3 separate regions of the Mus musculus genome follow, and regions 1 and 2 are each linked to region 3. Evidence: chromatin contacts called from public ChIA-PET and Micro-C data. All regions are on one chromosome and are shown on one strand. Each heading gives the region's core, a stretch centred on a gene start, on an enhancer-like site or on the middle of the called end of the contact. The rest is flanking DNA. Distances are from core to core; before and after follow the strand shown. Region 1 holds the start of Lime1 (Lck interacting transmembrane adaptor 1). Region 2 holds the start of Tpd52l2 (tumor protein D52-like 2). Region 3 holds the start of Polr3k (polymerase (RNA) III (DNA directed) polypeptide K).

Region 1 (3,210 bases), core at 682-3,181, 480 kb before region 3:
GGATAAAGATAGGAAGATGTTTCTGGGAACCTGTGATGTGAATTGGTGGTTTCTGGGCTCTGGTCATTGGTGGCAGATAGTAAGCTAAAGCAGGGAAATTGGTTACAATACAGCCATCTCTAAAGACAGAGTTGTCAGGAGTGTGCACAGCATGCTTGGGGAACTTGAGGGGACCTCAAGTCCAGGAGATCAGGCCCTACACAGGAACTAAGTTCTTGGGTAACCTTGGCTGGAGCCCACAACTTGGAATCCTCTGTCTCCTGCAGTGGTGGAACCAAGCACGGTGGACACTGGGACCTGCAGTTCTGCCTTTGCTGGCTGGGAGGTACACACACGGGGCATTGGCTCCAAACTCCTCGTCAAGATGGGCTATGAGTTTGGCAAGGGTGAGTGCCTGCTGCCCTGAGTTGAGAGGGAGTCCTTAACACAGCTCAAGGTCTAGCAGGTAGCACAGCCTCTGTCTTTCTCAGGTTTGGGCCGGCATGCAGAAGGCCGGGTGGAGCCCATCCATGCTGTAGTGTTGCCTAGAGGGAAATCACTGGACCAGTGTGCAGAGATACTGCAGAAGAAGACAAAGCGAGGCCAGGCTGGGTCCAACAGGCCTCCAAAATGCCGGAGGAGTGGTAGTAGACCTGAGGGCCGCCCACCCCCCCGGAATGTGTTTGACTTTTTGAATGAAAAACTGCAAAGCCAGGTTCCTGGGACCCCAGATGCTGGGGTGGATACCCCAGAGAGAAGGAACAAAGACATGTATCACGCCAGCAAGAGCGCCAAGCAGGCTTTGAGCCTGCAGCTCTTCCAGACTGAGGAGAAGATTGAGCGGACCCAACGGGACATCCGGGGCATCCAGGAGGCCCTAACCCGGAACACTGGCCGGTATGTGTGGGATCCAGCTGAGGCAGTATGGGCTCCAGTGGCTATGCCCAGAGGATACCTGCTAAAGGTTACCTGACCTGAGTAGCAGCTGAGTCTGAGGTGGTCTAGATATTAGAGGACAGGCATTGGCTATAGCAGCTGAGGGCTTGGAAGTGGGGAGCCAGGAGGCAATGCTGACCAGCAGGCTCTCCCTAGGCACAATATGACGACAGCCCATCTGCAGGAGAAGCTGGAGGGAGCCCAGCGGCAGCTGGGTCAGCTGCGTGCTCAGGAGGCTGACCTACAGAGGAAACAGCGGAAGGCAGACACTCACAGGAAGATGACAGAGTTCTAGCGGCCCTGCCTGTATTGTGGATAGAGCCCTGGGACCCAGCTCCAAACTGCCTTGGCAGAAAGACAGCTGTCACCCTGATGCCTAAACAGCACCTGGAAGAGGAACCAGCCCCTTCTTAGGATGCCCCTTAATTAGCCTTGTCAGCCTAGAGTGTGAACACTGCTGAGTAGAGGTGGGACATCAGGGCTGATTTTGAACACTTATCTGCCCACCAAGCCCACCTACCAGTGTCTTGGGGTGTCTCCTTAGGACATTAAAGTGATTTCATCACAATTCTCTCAGTGGAGACTCAGCTGGCTTCAGGATTTCTGGGGACACAGGGATCTGTGTAGGTCCTGGGAGTAGACAGGTGGGCAGTGGGAGTACCAAATGAGGCCACTGCCTCTGTCTAGGGTCCAAGAGTCCAAGAGAAAAACATTCTCCCTTTTCCCTTCTCTGACCAAGTGGGTAAGAACCTAAGGTGGCTCTTCAGTCCCAGTACTCACAAGCAGGTAGGGTGTGTGAGATGGAAACACCTTAGGAATACAGTCAGTGAGAAAAGCAGGCAGACCTGGCTTGGGTGGGTTTGGGGTTCATTTCTGGTTTTTGGCTGCCACGATAATCCATCCAGTTCACCTGCTTTGTTCACCTCATTAATGGGTATCTGCCTCATTGGGGTGGAGGGGACTGTGCTGGTCTTTGTGGTAATTGCCTAGTGATAGCATTAGCCATGATGAGGTGTGAGGAGAGCAGAGACTGTGGGAGCAACTGCGCAAGAGCTGTGTGGCTGCTGGGAGGTGCTCTGAGAAACACAGGAAGTGAGGTGAGGCGTCACCAGCAGCCCACAAAGATCTTCCTGGCTGTCCTAGACAGGGCCAAGCAGCAAATCCCCGGTGGCCTCGGTAAGTGCTCCCTCACCCTTTATCCTGGGCCAGCCCCCAAGCCTCTCCATGCTCTGGGGTCTGGGAGGGTTAGTCCCTGCCTGGTTAGGCCATTGATAACTTGGCTGTAGCCAGGTTAGTCAGCTTGGGCCCACTCAGTGAAAGAAGCCTACACTCCAAGCCTGAACAGACAGGCCCTCACCTCAGAAGGCTGTTGTTCACCCCAATTTTACTTACCTTTAACGTCTGGGTGAGACCCTAATCAGCTCTGCAAAGGGTAACTCCAGGGAAGCCCCAGAGCCCCGGGAAGTGTGGAGTAGGGTGGGAGTACGTGGCCCTCATAGCAGCTCCTCCTGTTCATTGACACACACCTCCCCCACCCACCCTTTCTGTAGTGAGTAGTCTAGGAAGATTGCCTGACACAGGGGTCACTCTGTGGGCATTGGTGGCCGGAGGTGAGACCTGTGGTCTGTGGCTCAGAGTCAGAGTGAAGTCAGAGATTCCCCAGGTGATGGGCTTGAGCTCCAGTTATACACCCTTGTTCAGTTGAGGTCATAGCTACCCTGGCCATGCTCCTCTATCTCCATCTCCATTCCTGATAACTAACAGGGATAGGCAGAGCACTTCTTACCAGGAACCCTAGCTAGAGAGGGAAAGGTGGGTCCCCCTAGAGCACGGCAAAAATGCAAGGCTTGGGGGTTTCCGGTGTGCTGAGTCAACCAGGGAGAAGGAACCCACTAGTGGGCAAGATCTGCAAGTAGGCTGCAGCTGTACACTGCTCTCGCAGCCAGCCCCCAGTGCTCATCTCTTCTGTCCCCAGGGCTCTCTTCCCTGTTTCACAGGATGAGGCCACCAGTGCCTTCAGCCCCACTAGCTCTCTGGGTCCTGGGCTGCTTCTCCCTGCTCCTTTGGCTATGGGCACTGTGCACAGCCTGCCACAGGTATGTGCCTGGGATTCTGTCTGCCCTCACCCTGCATGGTTCAGAGCCAGAAGTCACGATAGAGAAGTCCATATGACGGCTCTATATGTGCTTCCACACTGAGCCTGGGCCAGCATCTGACTACCTGTGCACCTTCCTCTGCCTACTAGACTAACAACACTCTTGCCCCCAGGAAGAGAGCTCAGAGGCAGCAAACTGG
Region 2 (3,192 bases), core at 383-2,882, 370 kb before region 3:
GAAGATATATTAGTGGACAGCCTTGAACAGGATACTGTCACATTCAATGAAGCACCTAGTCCTGTGCAAGAAGACACGTGCAGGGAGAAGAGCCAGAGAAGGAACAGGTAGTGGGAAGCATCTAGGAACTAGTACTCACTGGGGCCTAGCTGGAGAGGGAAATTCAACCTTTTTTATGTATATGAGTACACTGTAGCTGTCTTCAGACACTCCAAAAGAGGGCATCAGATCCCATTACAGATGGTTGTAAGCCACCAAGTGATTGCTGGGAATTGGACTCAGGAAGAGTGGTCAATGCTCTTAACTACTGAGCCATCTAACCAGCCCTGAAAATTCAATCTTGTAGGTGGGACAATTCTGAAAGAGGGGGAATATTGTTTTAAGGATTTTTTTTCTTCTGAAAAATATTAAGGGCCAAAAGAAATTGGAAGGCTTGCTTTTAGCAGAGAGTTGCCCAATGGTCACGACTTCCTCATTTGGAATGGGGCGGGGGGGCACTCTTGTTCTCCTGTCAGTGTTGACACACTAAAACCATAAGAACCTCAAAGCTCGGGGCTGGTGAGATGGCTCAGTGGGTAAGAGCACCCGACTGCTCTTCCGAAGGTCAGGAGTTCAAATCCCAGCAACCACATGGTGGCTCACAACCATCTGATCACGAGATCTGACGCCCTCTTCTGGCGTGTCTGAAGACAGCTACAGTGTACTTACATATAATAAATAAATAAATCAAAAAAAAAAAAAAGAACCTCAAAGCTCTGGAGTGATCTTTGGAAATTTACTTTAGCCTCAGTTTGCTCATCTGTAAACTGGGAGGGGGCGCCAGTGCTGGCTCACCTGATGCTGTGAAAAGAAAGTGAGAAAATACCGGAGTGCTTACACTGGGCTGGGCTTCAGTTATTTGGAGGGTCCAACAGGTCCCTGAGGTGTTCAGTGCTGTGTGAACTCTTCCAGTACCAGAATACAAGCCGCCCAGCAGCCCCCAAACAGCTGGCCTACTAGTGTGGGAATCCAGCTGGAGACAGCGGCACCTGCAGGGCAAGAAGACGAATCGCGCTCTCTACACTTTTAGTGCACTCCCTAGACAATAAAAAGTCTCCATAAAGAGGTTGCAAAAGCAAGTTAATTGGTACAATGTTTGCCCAGTATGCATTAAGCTCTGAATTCTCGATCCCCAATACGGTATAAATCAGCTGTGATGGTTTGCTCCTGTAATTCTAGCTCTAGGTAGGTGGACGCAGGAAGATCACAGTAAATTCAAGGTCGTCCTTTGCTGCAAGCAACCTGACTCAAAAACCAAAAGAATTTACAGGGGGTGGGGAGAGGTTGACAGGGGACTGGGGAGTACATAGGCCTGAGTTTGACCTGTCGAGGTGCAAAGTCAGAAGTCTTGTGGGCAGCCGAGGTTAAAGGTGGGAAGTCGGCGAACTGCAACACAATCCGAACCACCCATGCCTCGAGCTTCAGCTGTTCTGCCCTTTTTCACCCTAGAATCTTACTGTGGAACCAGACTAGAAGCATTGCTTCCTGCTTCGCTGCAGTCTGACCTATCAAATTGAAAGATTTGTCTTAGGTGGGGCCAGAAGACGTTCTTATTGGACACTACTTCACCGAGGGCGGGAAGAAGGCGGAGTACGAACCCGAGCGGAAGGAAGGCGGCGCGTCGCTGATTACGTAAGCGACTGCGGCCCTACAGTTCCACTGGCTCGTGTGTACGAAGCTGCCAGCTTGCAGTCCTCGGGGCTGGGCTCCTGTAGGACCTGCGATCCCAGCACCGACGCCAGCTACACCCAGCTGCCGCCTGAACATGGACTCTGCTAGCCAAGGTACCCGCACCGTGGATGGGCAGGGGCTGTGCCGCATTCCCGCCCTCCGAGTCGCGACTCGGCCCCCCCTCAGCCTCTGCCAAACCAATCCGCTGTTTCTCTTCGGCCAAGAGGCCCTTGACCTCAAGGCTCCCGATGGTCTTGCTGTGTGTGCCCTGGCGCCTCGGCCTCCCTTCGGAGCACTGCGAAGCGGCGTTCCTCGGCTCCCTCTCAGTTCCTAGAGTTTCATAACTCCAGACATTTCTCCTTAATGCGCTTCACCCTCTGTCCTCTCGCTGGCTCTGCAGCTCTTTATCTTTCGTTGGGCCGTAGGGGATACCACATCTGGTGCTAGGCTCCTGCGGAGACGTTGTGGGCGGCTCCCTACGGGGAAGGGGCGGTGCAACTATCCTTGTGTTTGGAGCAGCGCCTCTTGGGTGGTAACGCCACTGTAGCCTACTTAGAGATTCTCAAGGGAGAAGGGTTGAGTGAGTCAGGGGCACACCCAGAACACCAGATCTGTTGCCAAAACAGACACCTGAGGCCAGTAAGGAGTTGCTACGGAGAAGTGTGGTTCAGGCTCAGGAGATTAAAATCTTGAGAAGGTGGTACACTGGGGATGCTTACTTAACTACACTGGCTAAATTAAAAAAAAACCTTTCTACTGTTTGGCTTGCACTAACACATTACCTAAGCATTAGAATTTTGGGTTTTTATACATTCTGGATTTTTTTTTCTACTGTGAAGGGAATTTGCAAATTCAGAAGGCTATCTACTGTTTTATTTTCATCTTTAAGTAGTAGATTCTGGTCCCTGGAATGACACTGCTAAGGATGTGACTCAGTCATTGTTGTGTGACAAAATGTTTCCTGGGAAGCCAGGTGTGGTGGCACACGCCTTTAATCCCAGCACTTGGGAGGCAGAGACAGGCAGATTTTTGAGTTGGAGACCAGCCTGGTCTACAAAGTGAGTTCCAGGACAGCCAAGACTATACAGAGAAACCCTGTCTCGAAAAACAAAAACAACCCCCCCCCCAAAAAAAAAAACCTTTCCTGGAAGATGCATCACACATCTATCTACTCATCCCAGCTAGGGAACTCAGAACAGACCAAAGGTACAGATACCACCAAAGTCTACTTTAGTGAAGTAATGTGCATTATTAGGGTTATTTACAGGGATATGGGCAAGGGGTTACTTACAGGAGCAGAAATGACCCAAAGATGGTCGCAACAGCAAATTCCACCCCAACCTGGGTGATAGTTCACAAAGCTGAGAACCTTGAACACAATACACAGCCTGCAGGCAGCTCAACAGGTTGGAAAGTGTCCTTTCGAGGAGCCTCAGTTATAAAGAGGTTTACCTCTTCCAAGCAATTGGCCTGGTATCTGCT
Region 3 (3,627 bases), core at 1,073-3,572:
TCCACTGCTGCTGCTCTTGGTGGTCATCTCATGGTACTGGCATCTCCAAAACACTGCATGACCCCTTCAGTCCTGGGCTGTCAATTGCAACTGAGGCTGCACCTTCACCAATGGCCTTCCATGGCCTCTCACAGTGCCGAGCCTCAGCTGCTCTGCGTGACCCCTTCATGCCTTCAAAACCAGTACCACCTGGGTGACCCTTACACATTACCAAGTCCCACTGCAGCAGGAGTACAACCTTGGTTATCTCTGGAACACAACTTCTTTGTGCTTTCAGAAAACACTTCCCAGAAGATGTCACCTCAACGATGCTGGTCTCTTCTTAATCACTGCTAATTTCTTAGCTCCAGCTAACCAGCATCAATAGTGCCAGTAATGCAAAGATTTTGCTTTAGTAGTTCTGGTATCTTGTTAATCACAGCTGATTCTTCAGCTCCAGCTAACCAGAACCACAGAATAATCAAACTCCAAAATAGCAATGGCTCTGAAGAGTCTTTAATTTTCCCTCTGAAATTTCACAAGCCAGGCCTCCATCTTCTGCACTGTTCTCAACATTATCTTCCAAGCTCCTACACAACATCTGACAGAGCTCTTAACACTGAGTGAATCTTCTAGCCCAAAGTTCCAAAGTCCTTCCACAGTCCTCCCCAAAACATGGTCAGGCTGTCACAGGAATACCCCACTCTGCTGGTACCAATTTGCCTTAGTCAGGGTTTCTATTCCTGCACAAACATCATGACCAAGAAGCAAATTGGGGAGGAAAGGGTTTATTTGCCTTACATTTCCACACTGCCGTTCATCACCAAGGAAGTCAGGACTGGAACTCAAGCAGGTCAGGAAGCAGGAGCTGATGCAGAAGCCATGGAGGGATGCTCTTTACTGGCTTGCTTCCCCTGGCTTGCTCAGCCTGCTCTCTTATAGAACCAAGACTACCAGCCCAGAGATGGTCCCACCCACAAGGGGCCTTTCCCCCTTGATCACTAATTGAGAAAATGCCTTACAGTTGGATCTCATGGAGGCATTTCCCCAACTGAAGCTCCTTTTTCTGTGATAACTCCAGCTGTGTCAGGTTGACACAAAACTAGCCATAAATATTTGGCTTACATGTCAAGAGTCCATTGTTTAGGGGAGTCAATGCAGGAACTTGCTGCAGAAACAGAAGCCATTACCATGGTGGGATGCTGCTTACTGGTTTGCTCCTCATGATTTACTCAGATTCTCAGATTGCTTTTTTCTCTCTCTCCATTTTGTTCTTAGACTTACTTAAGTGTATGAGGGTTTTTGTTTGTTTGTTTTTTTTTTTTTTTGAATGCTTGTTCGTGCACCAAAGACGTGCTTGGTGCCTACGGAGGTCAGAAGAGGGCATTGGATTCTCAGGAACTGGAGGTTATGGACGTTTGTGAGCTACCATATTGGTGCTGGGAATTAAACCAGTGTTCACTATAAGAACAAGCAACAGCTGAACTATCTCTTCAGCCCCATCATTCTGCTTTCTTATATCACCCAGGACCACTGGCTTGGTGGTGACACCGCCCCCAATGGGCTAGACCCTCTCCTACCAATTTTAACTCAAGAAAATGCCCCCAGAGACTTATTTACTGGTCAATTTATGGTGACATTTTCACAATTGGGGTTCCTCTCCCTGGATATTTAGTTTGTGTATAGTTAAAGCAAACAGAAAACAACACACACATACATGTGCATGTTGCAGAATGACTGCAGAGGATTAAAGAGGCAAGGAGTTTCAAAGAAATCTGAGAAGCCAGAGCTGGGAAATATAAATGTCTATAGGAAATGAGATAAAAGAGTCAGCTGGACGTCTGTGAAAAGGAGCTGCTGGTATTTGTTACCTGCAGGGTTGAGTCTAGCTGTGTAAGTGAAAGGGCAGAATGAAACTAGGTGAAGAAATGGCCAGATGGAGGAATGGCAGGTCCAGATAGGATATCGTACGTCAGTCAGACAGCAGTTGAGACGTAGTATTAACAATGGGGACAGTGTTCCTGGGACATTTGGTTATTTTCTGTCCGTTCCGGATGAGAATATTGCGGAGCAGCATGATCCTCCTGTAACACGTCCATGGCTCGGAGTGCGGCAAGTGTCTCCTCATCACCCAGAACCTCTCACCTGGGTACTCTGGTGGTGCCAGCATTATCGGTCCAGTCCTCTTGGCGTTTCAGCTAGGGAGACGTGTGCACACGCGCAGAAACGACAGGGCTGGGCGTGCAGGCAGCATGCTATTGGCTGGATGGGAAAGGATTATCTGCGGTGACCAATGGAGTGTGCGAGGCTGCCCGCCGCAGTGCCTACTGGGAACGTCTTGAGGATCCCGGGTTGCCAGTTACGGAGCAAGTGAGACGGCTTTTGATTGGGCGCCTGCACCACGGAAGCGCCAGACAGAAGCGAGGTGTGGAAGCTGGCAGTATGCTGTTGTTCTGCCCGGGCTGCGGGAACGGACTCATTGTGGAGGAGGGGCAGCGTTGCCATCGCTTCGCCTGCAACACTTGCCCCTACGTCCATAATATCACCCGTAAGGTAAGTTCCACAGACGGGTGCCTTCTCTGCTTTCTGGGAGGCACAGCAAGCGTCGGCGCGCTCAGACCTTCCTGCAGGCTTTTGTGCTCTCGCTGCGGTGGTACCCCAAGTCCAGCAGTCGCTGCTCCAGTGGCGTCGCTCCGGCCACGTCGAAGCCCCCCCACCCCCCTCTAGCTCTCCGTTGCCCACTTTGTGATACTCCGAAAATTGTGAGAATTTTAGTTCATACCTTTTAAACCTACACTCCCCTCGTGCTGTCCTTGGCGTACCAGTCCGCGCCTCGCCTCTGATTTGAAATCCTTGGGTTCTTCTTGTGGCTCTTTTGCTCCCAGCCCCTGTCGTTATTCTAGAGAATCTTCACCATGTACGCAGTACTGTTAGGTCCTTCCTTTTGCCCGAGTCATTCTTACACAGGCACATATCACACTTATTCATTCTCCGCCTTACCCCCTACCCCCGTGTATGTGTGCATGTATGCGTCTCTGTTTCCCTCTTCCTTTCTCTCTCCCTCTCCTCTTTTAAAATAATGGCTACCTTATTTAGATTCCTGCCCTTCTGGCTGTTTGTGCATGTCTATAATTTTAGCACTTGGAGAGGCTGCGGCAGGAGAATAGGTTCAAGGCTCACCTGGGCTGCATAGCACATAGACACGCACACACACGCACGCACAGGCACAGGAAACAAACCAAACCCCAGCACTTTCAGTTTATCCACATTCCTTTTATATTTTTCACAGAATGCATTGCCTTCTAATATTTTATATCCTTGTTGCTATTTTGTGTGTGTGGTGCTTGTGTTGGAGCCCAGAAAGCTGTATTTCTAGCCCTTGGTGTTTTGTGTACCCTTCAACTCTTGTTTTGTTCCTCCTTACCTCAGTGACTGCAGGTGTGCACCACTGGGCCTTGGTGACATCTCATTCTTAATGTTTGCTCATTAGAGCTGTATGGTAGGAGTTTAGAGTCTGGATTTGTGGTAAGATGAGTTGTGACATAATTTCGAAATTAGAAGGATGCCTGATAAACTTAGGAAAGCAGCCAAAATGACCTGGGGAGTGCTGGTATACCCAGTTAAATGTCTGTCACTCCTGTTGGATTA

Evidence for each region. Hi-C and Micro-C count contacts between places; a contact is called where the count stands out from the background. ChIA-PET counts read pairs in DNA pulled down with a chosen protein or histone mark.
Region 1: a contact with region 3 is called in an RNA polymerase II ChIA-PET map of memory CD8 T cells, with 7 read pairs. The contact joins the promoter of Lime1 here to the promoter of Polr3k in region 3. A contact is called at or near these places in 2 of 39 promoter capture datasets (the 3T3-L1 cell line and pre-B cells), 1 of 15 datasets of contacts at CTCF or cohesin (the NIH/3T3 cell line), 1 of 484 Hi-C or Micro-C datasets (CD4 T cells), 1 of 115 datasets of contacts at active chromatin or transcription factors (memory CD8 T cells) and 1 of 9 other capture datasets (embryonic stem cells).
Region 2: a contact with region 3 is called in a Micro-C map of embryonic stem cells, with 7 times the contacts expected there. The contact joins the promoter of Tpd52l2 here to the promoter of Polr3k in region 3. A contact is called at or near these places in 1 of 39 promoter capture datasets (pre-B cells), 2 of 484 Hi-C or Micro-C datasets (the G1E-ER4 cell line and embryonic stem cells) and 2 of 115 datasets of contacts at active chromatin or transcription factors (large pre-B cells and memory CD8 T cells).

The regions. Positions count from the first base shown.
Region 1 is chr2:181,379,304-181,382,513 of GRCm38.p6, forward strand. It overlaps Lime1 (Lck interacting transmembrane adaptor 1), which reads left to right and starts at 1,932. Exons shown (of 5, transcript NM_023684.2): 1 at 1,932-3,011; 2 at 3,184-3,210. The coding sequence starts at 2,914. It overlaps Zgpat (zinc finger, CCCH-type with G patch domain), which reads left to right. Exons shown (of 6, transcript NM_001048148.1): 4 at 267-386; 5 at 471-876; 6 at 1,072-1,490. The coding sequence ends at 1,210. It also overlaps a transcript of Zbtb46 not described here.
Region 2 is chr2:181,495,510-181,498,701 of GRCm38.p6, forward strand. Tpd52l2 (tumor protein D52-like 2) reads left to right here and starts at 1,633. Exons shown (of 9, transcript NM_001373959.1): 1 at 1,633-1,823. The coding sequence starts at 1,805.
Region 3 is chr2:181,862,038-181,865,664 of GRCm38.p6, forward strand. It overlaps Polr3k (polymerase (RNA) III (DNA directed) polypeptide K), which reads left to right and starts at 2,323. Exons shown (of 3, transcript NM_025901.3): 1 at 2,323-2,532. The coding sequence starts at 2,422.